Linked DNA regions of Sus scrofa: all the other regions are linked to region 2. The links are chromatin contacts, called in public HiChIP or PLAC-seq maps. All regions are on one chromosome and are shown on one strand. The core of a region is the stretch at or near the end of the contact, and the rest is flanking DNA. Distances in the headings are between cores, read along the strand shown. Region 1 holds the start of SMG1 (serine/threonine-protein kinase SMG1). Region 2 holds the start of C3H16orf62 (UPF0505 protein C16orf62 homolog). Region 3 holds the start of GPRC5B (G-protein coupled receptor family C group 5 member B).

Region 1 (3,508 bases), core at 303-2,802, 500 kb before region 2:
ATCAAGTCGTAGGGCGTTACATTCTACTATCTTTCCAAATTATTTCCAAACATTGCTGGAATTGCATGCAGCCATCAGGAAATTAAAAGTCATCCCAACAATGTGTGTCTAACATTTCTCTGGCCAGTTCCTGGACAATCATAATGCAAGAGGCTCAAAGTGCGAGACCTCCATGAAACAACTAACCCTACAATGTTATATACATTTAGGGAATTCTTCTAGGCACTGGGCTAAGTTCCAAAACAGTCTTGAGTATTACAAGCACTTATTGAGTAAGAGAGATGAGAATCAGTCCAAAATTACGTACAACTGCCCCATGATTAATCAGAAAGAAACGAAAATTAATTTTCTTTAAAAAGTCGGTACCCTTTAATATGTTCATTTCCAAGGAGACCCCTGTCGGAAATCAAACCCTTTACTCTTCTAAGCGAAAGCCCGCTCAAGTGTCCAGGCATGAACTGCTCTCCGCCAAAGTAGCTGCCCCCTGCACTTGTGGGAAACATTTTCCAGGACCAGAGTCGGTTGGCCCCATTAACACTGTCACAATCTCCTCTCATGCCCCACAACGAGCCTGCCTAAAGTCAGAGTAAGGCCCTGGAGCGTGGCTGTTTTTTAAATATTAACACGTGGGAGGTCACAGAAAAGATCAAAGTTAAGGAGGTCTTTTCACGTGGGGGCTGAGAGGCGGAGAGATAGGAAAGTGAATGGGTGGCGGAGAGGGTCCTGTACTCCCAGGATCCCCCAACTCATATACCAACTTAAGGGGAAGGCGGCAAGTAAAAAAAAACAAAAAACAAACAAAAAAAAACAACCAACACCAGGTTCCCTTCCTTCACCCAATTCCTAGGCCAGTTCCTTCTCCCGGCGCCCAGGGTCTGGCTCCAGCCCTGAGGCTGAAATGCAGGGAGAGGGGAAGCATTTAGGCCTCGCCTCCCAGCGGCCTTCCTTCCCCAGCCGGGGCGGGAGGGAACCCAGGAAGCCGCGCCCGGTTCCTGGGGGGGTGGAGAGCCTAGGCCGCGCCTCCCAGCCCGGCGGCCCTAGGCCTCGGCCCGCCCGAGGCGAGGCCCGGGGTCGGGGTGGCGAGCTGGCCGCCGGCTCACCCACCTGGGTTGCCAGTCATTCCAGCTCCGCGGGTACTTGGTGCCGCCGCCGCCGCCGCTGCTCAGCCGAGACCCCGGGGCTCTGCGGCTCATTACCTTCCCCGACACGACATGGCCAAGCGCCGCCGCCCGAAGAAGCGCGAGTCGCCGCCCGAACCGGCCGCTGCCGACACTCCGCTCCGGCCCCGGGCTGAGGAGGAAGCCGAGAAGGAGGAGGAGGCGGCGGAGGGCGGGGGAGGCGGACGGCCGTTCCGGGTTCCGCCTGAGCCCGCAGCGCAGGACGAGGAGGCGGGAGCGGCGCGGCGAGAGGGAGGCGGAGGAAGGGGAGGCGACGTCTCTTCCAGGGCCGTGCGCGGCCCGCGACGCCGGGGCCCAGGAGGAGGAGGACAGGGAGGAGGAGGCGGTGGCGGCTGCTCCTCACGCTCACACAGCCACGGGTTCCCCGCCTCCCGGCTCCGCCCGCCGCGCCGCCGCTGCCGCACGGCATGCTGGGAGCGAGAGGCGGTGCCGGCGCCCGCCGGGCCGGGGTGGAGGGGCGGGGCCGGGACCGAGGGGCGGGGCATGTGGGCGGGGCCGGACTCAGCAAGTGGACCGCCCTCTCCGCGCCCCGCGCTCGCTTCCAGTCTTCGCGGACCGCGCGGAGGTCCGGCCCCGCCGCGGGGGATCACGGGAGAGGGGGTTCTCCGTCACCATCTCCACGCGCACGCTCTCCTATACACCCCCGGGAAAGCACCTGACCCCCAGAGGGCGGGGCAGTCAGGTGTAAACAGGCTTCCGCTCAAGATACAGGGGTGCCCTTGCGGTGGCGCGCGCAGACACACATGCATGTCCTTAGAGTTCACGCGCGCCCACGTTCCTCACCTTGTACGGCAATAAGTAAAAATAAAAAACAGAGGGGGTGAACATTCATCTACCCAGCCTCCACCTGAAATGTGCCCGTAGATTCCCGACACCTTGACCATTTATGTCTTACCATTACAAAAAACGAAATAGAGGAAGAAAGCGGAATACTCACGAGCACCAACCTTTGTCCCCTGCAACATGAAATACGCTCTGAAATCCTCCCACCGTTAACAGCTACTTTCCCTTCCAAAGAGTCTTGCGGGTGGCGTGGCATTGGGCGGGGGGGGGGGGGGGGGCCAAACCTGAGCACTTTCTCCTCCGCCGCGACGTTTCCACGGCCCCCACCAAAGAGTTCACTAAAGCATCTTAGACATAAAGTGGATGCCATATACAAAGAGAAAAGGTCAACAAGCTGCACAGCAAACAGGTAACAGGGAGTTAGCATGTGGCTCAGTAGGTCATTGCTGTGGCTTCAGTTACAGCTTGGTGCAGGTTCCATTCCTGGCCCCGGAGCTTCCCTAGGTGCAGCCAAACACACACACACGCACGCACGCACGCACACACAGAACAGGTAACAGGAATTAACTCTGGAGGATAGTCAAAAGGGTCTTACGTTATTTTATGTTGCAAATTCCCTATGTTGCAAAGTCCCCATATATTGCTTGTGTGATTAAAAATGGTTACCAATGGAATTCCCGTTGTGGCGCAGTGGTTAACGGACCCGAGTAGGAACCATAAGGTTGCGGGGTTGATCCCTGGACTTGCTCAGTGGGTTAAGGATCCGGCGTTGCCGTGAGCTGTGGTGTAGGTTGCAGACGCAGCTCGGATCCCGCGTTGCTGTGGCTCTGGTGTAGGCCAGTGGTTACAGCTCTGATTTGACCCCTAGCCTGGGAACCTCCATATGCCGCAGGAGCGGCCCTAGAAAAAGGCAGAAAAAAAAAAAAGTTACTAAATTACAAAAGTACTTGAGATTATGAGGTGATCCACATGCATCCCCCTTCAACTTTGGGCTCCTTGCTTATGTCCGTCAACACTGTAGGCTCTTGCTAGTTCTAAAGGATGGAAAGTTAGGTTTTCATATGTACTTTTCTCCCCTCCCCAATTCGACTCATTCAGGGAACAAGAAGCTCCTTCTACGAACTGGTGCTATTTGACTCAACACAGAAATTCTCACTAGGTTTAGACTCCAGCATGGTCACCCACATGTGTAAAAAAAAAAAAAAAAAAAAATTTTTTTTTAAATAACCTGAGTGAAGAGGGATACATCCCACAGTTATACACTCCATCCTGAAATGTGCCCTGGGTAGCCCATACTTGCTGTGAGGAAGGATCCTACCATTTGTGAAAGGGACCCTACCAATGGTGTCCTTTCTTCCCTACTCTCCTATGAAAAGTCCCTCTTGAATCAAGTCCTAAGATTAGGGTTCTCTCTCAGAAATTGTGAATCCTGCCACAAGGTATTTTGGTTTGTTTGTAGTTCATGTCTAATGACATAAGCAAACAGTAAACACATATGTTTGGGGTTTGGGGGTTTTATTTGGGGGAGTGCCATATCTGTGGCATGT
Region 2 (3,345 bases), core at 319-2,818:
AGCCTTGCTCAGTGGGTGGGGGAATCTGGCATTGCCATGAGCTGTGGTGTAGGTCACAGACGAGGCTTGGATCTGGCGTTGCTGTGGCTGTGGTATAGACTGGCAGCTGTAGCTCCGATTAGACCTCTAGCCTGGGAATCTCCATATGCTGCGGGAGCAGCCCTAAAAAAGCCCCCCCCCCCACAAAAAAGACAAAAACAAAACAAAAAAAAAAAAACCAAAAACCCAACAACAAACCAAAGGAGACCCAGTCACAGAATACAGCAAATCAGATTGGAATACGGTGCAGTGGAGCCACGTTGGTTAGGTTCTAAAGACAGCTCTGAGGACAGCTATGGTGTCTAACCAAAATTATGCCTGACAGTAAAATATTACGTTTTTATTTATTTAATTGATTACATTTTGGTCAGTTTCTCTGGTTCGAAATTCAGTTTCTTGAGGTGGCTGACAAAGGTGCCACCAGAACTGTGATTCTGCTTCTCAGCCTATGGTGGGGAAAATCCCTTATTCACCCTTCCCCTAACTTTAGTGTTTCAGGGTAACTTCCCCTTATCTGTGCATAGTAGACATGCTGTACAGGGCTTGGATTCAGTGGGCATGGTTGAATATGAATCCTGAGTTACCCTACCCCGCCCCCTTACCACCTAAAACTACCACAGTCCCTTCTGTATCCAGAGACCAGCAGCAGGGCCACCTGGAAACCTGTAAGAAATGCAGAAGCCCAGGTCCTGGCCCAGACCTGAATCAGACCCTGCATGGAACAAGATCCCCAGATGAGCCTGTGCAGTTCAAAGGAGAGAAGCCCTACTTTATGATCTACTGCAGAGTCAGTCTCTTGCTGTGGACAGACAGAGCTCTGAAAACAGGAAGGTCACAGAAGGCACGATGTGATCTAAGCTTACCTAGTCACGTACTGCTTCCAGTGAGTACTGACCATTTGCCGGCCATTTTATATGTATCTCCCTTCACTTCCGTCAGAATTATCCTGATTTCACAGATGAAGAAACTAGGATTCAGCGTGATAAACAACACATTCCATTACAGGTTTAAGTGTGTATTATTCTATTGTCTTTTCCTGGGGAGGGCGTCCTCAAAGACACTCAAAAGAATGTGGTTTTCCAACCTCTTTTTTTGTCAGAAAAGACACTTGAAAAGGGAAACAAAAAAAGTGAGGATAAGATGCTGCTTTGTGATTAGCTGTTAACCAACCCGGGCTGGGCGCCTACCAGCCGAAACAGGTGATAATCGCTTTTACTTCAGAGGTTTGCAGTGAGGAGCACATGAAGAGTGAATGCAAGGTGCTCAGTGTAGTTATTTTTTAATCAGAGAAAACACTGGAGCACAGAAGTTCTGCAGCGGAAATGAACATCCACCTTCATAGAAACGCAGGGCTTCGCCAAGACGGAGGAAAGGTGACCTCTGCTTTCTCCAGTTTAGTTCCAGTTGAGAGCTGTCACACTATGATCCAGGGAAGCCCTTAAGGACCCAAGAGGAGGATACCGGAAATGCCTAACTTCCGCAGTGCACAGAGGGGGACGCGGTGGCCCGGGGAAGGGGCGTGGCTTACCGGGTCAAACTGCGAATTAGCCGCGAAAGCTCGCGCCGACTGGGTCCCAAACACCCCCTTTCCACCCCCAGCCGCAGTTAGCGTCCGATACCCCCGCGTGTCTGGATTCTTCACCGCCTCCAGGGGGTCCCGGGGGGTCAGGCAGCCGCCTGCCACTCACACTCCCGACGCAGGCCAGCGCTGCGACAGCCTACTGGGCCGACGCTGCCCCTCACAATCATGGCGGCCGGAGAGGGGCGGGCAGCTCGTGCTTAGAGGGAGGGTGTCCGCCCTTCACAATCATGGCGGCATGGAGGGGGCGGGGTCTGGAAGGGCAAATTGGGCTGGCGGTCCCCGAACTAGCTGTCATGTGACTGGGAAGATGGCCACCTTTCCCTGGTAAGGAAGAAGCGGCGGGTGGGCTTCAGGGGCAGGGTCTCTGTCTCAGTGTGTGTCTCTGCGAGGGAGTGTGTGAACTGCTCTCTATGGGGTTTGGTGGCGGCTCCCACCGCACCCCTGGGTTGTCTTGACCTCAGATCCCCCGCCGCTACTTGGCTTCAGAGAAACCCCCTGAACCGGACGGGTGGGATCTTAGTTCTTTCTCCCGCTACCCCTCCCCCGGCCTCCCACTCTCCCTTCTCCATTCATTCCCTAAAAAAACAACTTCCCCAGCTTCTGCTTTTCCAGAAGTCGGCGCGGGTTCTGGGGCGCTGGATGCAGAGAATGGGAGACTTGGCTATTTCCTGAACGACTCGGTTCAGCTGGGGCAGACTTCCTTTTCTCATCTGTAAAAGGGCTGCCGTGCATCCTGCTCTGTGCAGCGCCTTGCAGCGGGCACTGAGGATGCAGAGCCCTCAGACATACTCCTTTGGCTTAAGGGAGCTGAGAGTTTAGTAGGGGCAGGTACCCAGAATAGAAAGATATCCAAAGAAGGCACCGGGACGAGGCACAACCACACCTGGCGCCTTAGGGAAGGCTTGGGAGAGGAAGAGTCTTCAATTGGGTTTTGGAGGATGAACAGAAGCTCATCCCAGTTAGAAGGAGCTAACTAACTGCGGGTGCCAAGGCTGATGTGCCTGTTGGGGCTTTTGTGGCTGGAGTAGCTAGGAGCTGGGTGCTTCAGGCTCCAGCTGTTTCTACCAGCGTGTGAAGAACTGGAGTAAGTTGTGATGGTAGCAGTAGGATTATCTGGCGACGTGAGCTCTCTGCTACATCTCAGGAAGGGAGATTGTATTCTGATCTTTTTCTGCAAGAGATGTGAAGTGGTTTACATTGAACGAATGAGTGAGCAAATGAAAAAATATACAGCCCTAGACTTTAGAAATACATCCTTTTGGTTTTATGTTTGATAAACAGCTGTCTTCCTCATGTTCACTTCACCTGGCTAACCCTTTTAAGAGTCTTCCTTCAAAAACTTTGATACACCAGGTCAGGATTGGATGCCTCCGAGTGTTTGTAAGCCCTGCCCTGAATTTTCTTTGACCCAGTCCTGCAAAGTACCTTTTAGAGAATCACTAAGGCTTAAATGCCAAAACATCTGGCTTCAGCGAACTGATCTGGAATTTTAAAATCAGAAAATCAAGGAAGATGCTGTTTAATTCCAGGACATTTTTACCTTTGGTATTTTTACAGAGAGAGGTACCATAAGCCTTTTAGCACCTGGGGTCTCTACAGTTCCTAGTCTGGCTCTAAACATTTCTGTCTGAGGTCACTCATGTTCATGGTTCAGTTCTCCCACTAGACTTGATGCTCCGTAAAGTTAAAGGGACTGAGTTTTAGGCATGCTTGTATCTCCAGTG
Region 3 (3,470 bases), core at 121-2,620, 290 kb after region 2:
CCAGCTCTGAATTCCCCCGAAAGCCCCCACCCCTGGGGAAACTTCCGAATCAAGATTCCTCCGCTGAAGTTCCAAGGCTTTTGTGCCAGGTCCCTCCCCTACTTCTCTAGTCTTTGCAAGGATCCCCAGTTCCTCCAGGGCTCTCTTTGCTCAGGTGCCCCCCCCCAACCTGGTGCAGTTGAGCAGCCAATGTGGCGCGTGGCCCGGGGCCCCAGGCGGGGACGCCGCTGCCCGCCACGCTCCAGGGGCCTTTGTCCGCGCTCCAAGGAGCCGCCCCTTAGCGAACTGGGGACAAGTTGCGGAGTGGGGGGTGGGAGGTGGTATTGGCGAGGCCTGGGAGTGACAGAGCTAGGGAAAGAACCTTCCGGCTGTGCTAGAGTCCTCCTCCGGAGCAAGGTCGGCACCCCCCTCCCTGGCTAGTTAACCAGCTCCCTCCCACCCCACCCCCAGCCCGCCAAGGCGGGTGCAAGCAGTAAGGAACCTGGGATGCAGAGGACTGGAACCCCGTGTCCGCCAAGGGGTGGGGATGCAGCACTGGGCTGGCTCACCTCTAGCCAGGCTGGAACAGAAAAGCTAGCCGACCCCTCTCCCCCGCCATTGTATGCAGCTGCCCCTCAATTGTCCCCCGGTCCCAGGTCTCAGCTCTGCCTCTTTTGGCCTGCAGTGTCCCCCTCTTGGTCCCGTAGTGCGCAGCCACGGCCGGCTGGGAGCTTGGCCCCTAGCCCCTGCGGCAGGTGCGGCAGCTCAACCCCAAAGCTCGGCCCCTGTGCCCCCAGCTCCGTCTGCCCTGCGTGTGGTCAGGGCCCACCGGCTTGCCACGCAGCCCCCAAACCTGCCCGCGGCTGCCCTCACAAATCACCCGGGCACGGCTGGGCTCCTTTACATTCCCAGTTGACCTTTGCCTCTGGTGGCCCCAGGACCCTCCTCAGGGACTTGGATCTCCTCCCGGTCCGGGTACACCCCTCCCCCCGAAAGGTCCCAACCCCCCACCCCACCCTCTGCGGCTCCTCTCTCTCTTGGCACTGTAGTCCCCCCCTCCAATCCCCCATCTCACCCAGCAGATTAACCCCTTGGGGGGCCTTAGCACAGAAGCAGACCTCACCTCAACCCTCCCAAGTCCGGGCGGGAAAAGTTTCTGGGGTCCCCGCAGCGCCTCCACCCCACCCGCGCCGCTCGCACTCACCGACCCCCGCGGCCCCGAAGCGCCGACGCTCCCGCTGGCCCTCGGCTCTAGTCACATCTCTGCAGCGCCGCCGTGGCCCCAGCCCCGCGCGCGCCCGCCCGCCAGCCTGTCCGGCCTCACTGCATCGCACTCAGGAGCCGCTGCCGCGCGAGGCGCCCCCTGGCCCGGCCAGCGCAGCTGCAGCCGCCACGACCCCGCCCCTCCAGCCGGCCCGCCCCCTGGAGCTCCGCCCCCCGGAGCCTCCGAGCCCCGCCCCCGGCGGGGCCGCCGCAGGGCTGCTTGTTCCCAGTTGAATTCCGCTCAAGCTCCTCGCTCTTGGCCGGCGGCGCTGTGAGACGAGCCCCCTGCAGCGTCCCCGATTCGAGAATACTCCCTGCATATCCACAGTGCGCCCATAAGCAGTCTGGACATGCCGGACACATCCGCAGGTTGATGTACTTGCGGAAACACACACACGGAGCCCCCCAGCTCAGCACATTCTCCTACGTGGCTTCCTAAACAGAGACTTCCCCACTATATCCCAGCAAGAGCCGGGGCGCAGAGAGGATTCCGCCGCGCTCCTTCCAAAGTCACAAATGCCCCAGTATCCAACCAGGCAGCCCCTTCCCGCCTGGGCACACTCTAAATCCTCGCCCCTCCCAAAGGACTCTTGTCCCTTCACGTATCCTGAGCCCTACACCCGCGTCCTTGGCCGCCCCCAAACATACTCGAACGTCCACGGAGTACTCCTCACATGGGTCCATGCTCAGGATCCCACCACCGCCGCCACACACATCACACGCATTCGTCCACGATCTCCCTGCGCACACACCTGGCACTCCGCAGACGCTCAGGGCACAGGAGGGACGCGCGCCCATGGGGTAGCCACGGGACCTGCTCGAAGAAAGTGGTTCAGGGCGGCTGGGACCTCGACACAGAGTCTGGCTCCTGTCCGAGGTCAGCATGAGCCTACCCGGCCTGGGAGCTGCTCTCCAGCTTCAGACCAGCTTCCCCAGGTCTTCCTTCCAAAGTCCCCAGAACTTTGAGGACCCCTCTGTGCTGTGGATAAGACGCCCCCACCCCACCCCCCCATCTTGGCCCTACAAGACACAACAGGGGGAGGTACGCAGGAAGGTGGGTTGCCGAATAACACTCCCTTCTGGGGACAGCTGCAGACCCTGATCTTTGGGGAGCACTGACCTTTCAGATATTCGCATCCCTACCTTCGAGCCTGCGGCCAGGCCAAGGCGGTTTTCTATGGTCAGGCGACGTACCATTCGGACCTGCATCTTTCCAAACAACTCATCTTAAGTTTAAGGAAAAATGGAGAAGTACCACGAAACCAAAAAATTCCCGGTTTTATTGGCTGACGTATCCTCAGCGCCTGGAATAGGGTCTGGCACTCAGGAGACGATCTTTAGACATTTGCGAGACGACCCCTCCTCAGAGTCCGGGAACTGGAAAACTGGAACATGGATGGGTACCGCCCCCTTGTGGTGTCTAGTGGAACTGACGCCGAGATTCCTTTCTTTCCTTCTGTAATCCTGAGTAAATTCACTTTTCCAAGCCATCAGCTGGCGTGGGAAAGCTGTTCCTGTGAATTGATTAATATTACAGTTGCAGTTATATTCCTTTCCCTAGCCCATTGTACAGAGGAACCCTGGATGTGATGATCAGTTTATCTTTGGGTGATGATACTTTGGGAAGCAAAGGGTGAAAATGAAGGAGGCTATTATCTCCCACTCAAAAGTTCAGGGACCCAAGGACCCATTATCTGCGTCATGATAGCTTATGCTCACTGTGAGCCAGGCGCTATTCTAATTGCTTTACTTTCTTTAAAATATTTAATGCTCCCAGCAACCCTTTACTCTGTTATTCTGTTATTTATTTACTCTGTTATTCACTGCTTTTTTTTTTTTTTTTTTTTTTTTACTCTGTTATTCACTACTCCTTGCAAATGGAGACACTGAGGGTTTAATGACCTGCCCACAGTCATACACTCGATGAAGCTAGGATCTCGCCGAGGTCCTTTCTCTCAACCAGGGCTAAACTAGTGTCATTTTCTCCAAGGTCAGGTGTCATCACTGACAAGTTGCATGTCCCCGGAGGTCCCCCCTGATCTCTAGCCTCAAATGCTCAGTCCACTTTGAGCTGATGAAAAACAGAGGCTTTCCTGGCTCTGTTCCTCACCTGCAGAATGACAAGAGCACTGCCTGTGGCTTTTCCACTGACAAATGTCAGGGTGTGTAATTAAGTGTGGCAGTGTCTGTCTCCCCACCCCAGACTGAATCTCAGCGCAATAAGAACT

What was found. HiChIP or PLAC-seq counts read pairs in DNA pulled down with a chosen protein or histone mark.
Region 1: an H3K27ac HiChIP or PLAC-seq map of alveolar macrophages shows a contact between it and region 2. The contact joins the promoter of SMG1 here to the promoter of C3H16orf62 in region 2. A contact is called at or near these places in 1 of 5 promoter capture datasets (liver) and 1 of 2 datasets of contacts at active chromatin or transcription factors (alveolar macrophages).
Region 3: an H3K27ac HiChIP or PLAC-seq map of skeletal muscle shows a contact between it and region 2, with 7 times the contacts expected there. The contact joins the promoter of GPRC5B here to the promoter of C3H16orf62 in region 2. A contact is called at or near these places in 5 of 5 promoter capture datasets (fetal liver, fetal skeletal muscle, liver and 1 more), 17 of 47 Hi-C or Micro-C datasets (alveolar macrophages, embryonic fibroblasts, epiblast stem cells and 10 more) and 2 of 2 datasets of contacts at active chromatin or transcription factors (alveolar macrophages and skeletal muscle).

Annotation. Positions count from the first base shown.
Region 1 is chr3:26,651,863-26,655,370 of Sscrofa11.1, reverse strand. It overlaps SMG1 (serine/threonine-protein kinase SMG1), which reads right to left and starts at 1,552. Exons shown (of 63, transcript XM_021086548.1): 1 at 1,105-1,552. The coding sequence starts at 1,193.
Region 2 is chr3:26,155,560-26,158,904 of Sscrofa11.1, reverse strand. C3H16orf62 (UPF0505 protein C16orf62 homolog) reads left to right here and starts at 1,568. Exons shown (of 31, transcript XM_021086527.1): 1 at 1,568-1,945. The coding sequence starts at 1,857.
Region 3 is chr3:25,868,269-25,871,738 of Sscrofa11.1, reverse strand. GPRC5B (G-protein coupled receptor family C group 5 member B) reads right to left here and starts at 1,370. Exons shown (of 4, transcript XM_021086531.1): 1 at 1,184-1,370.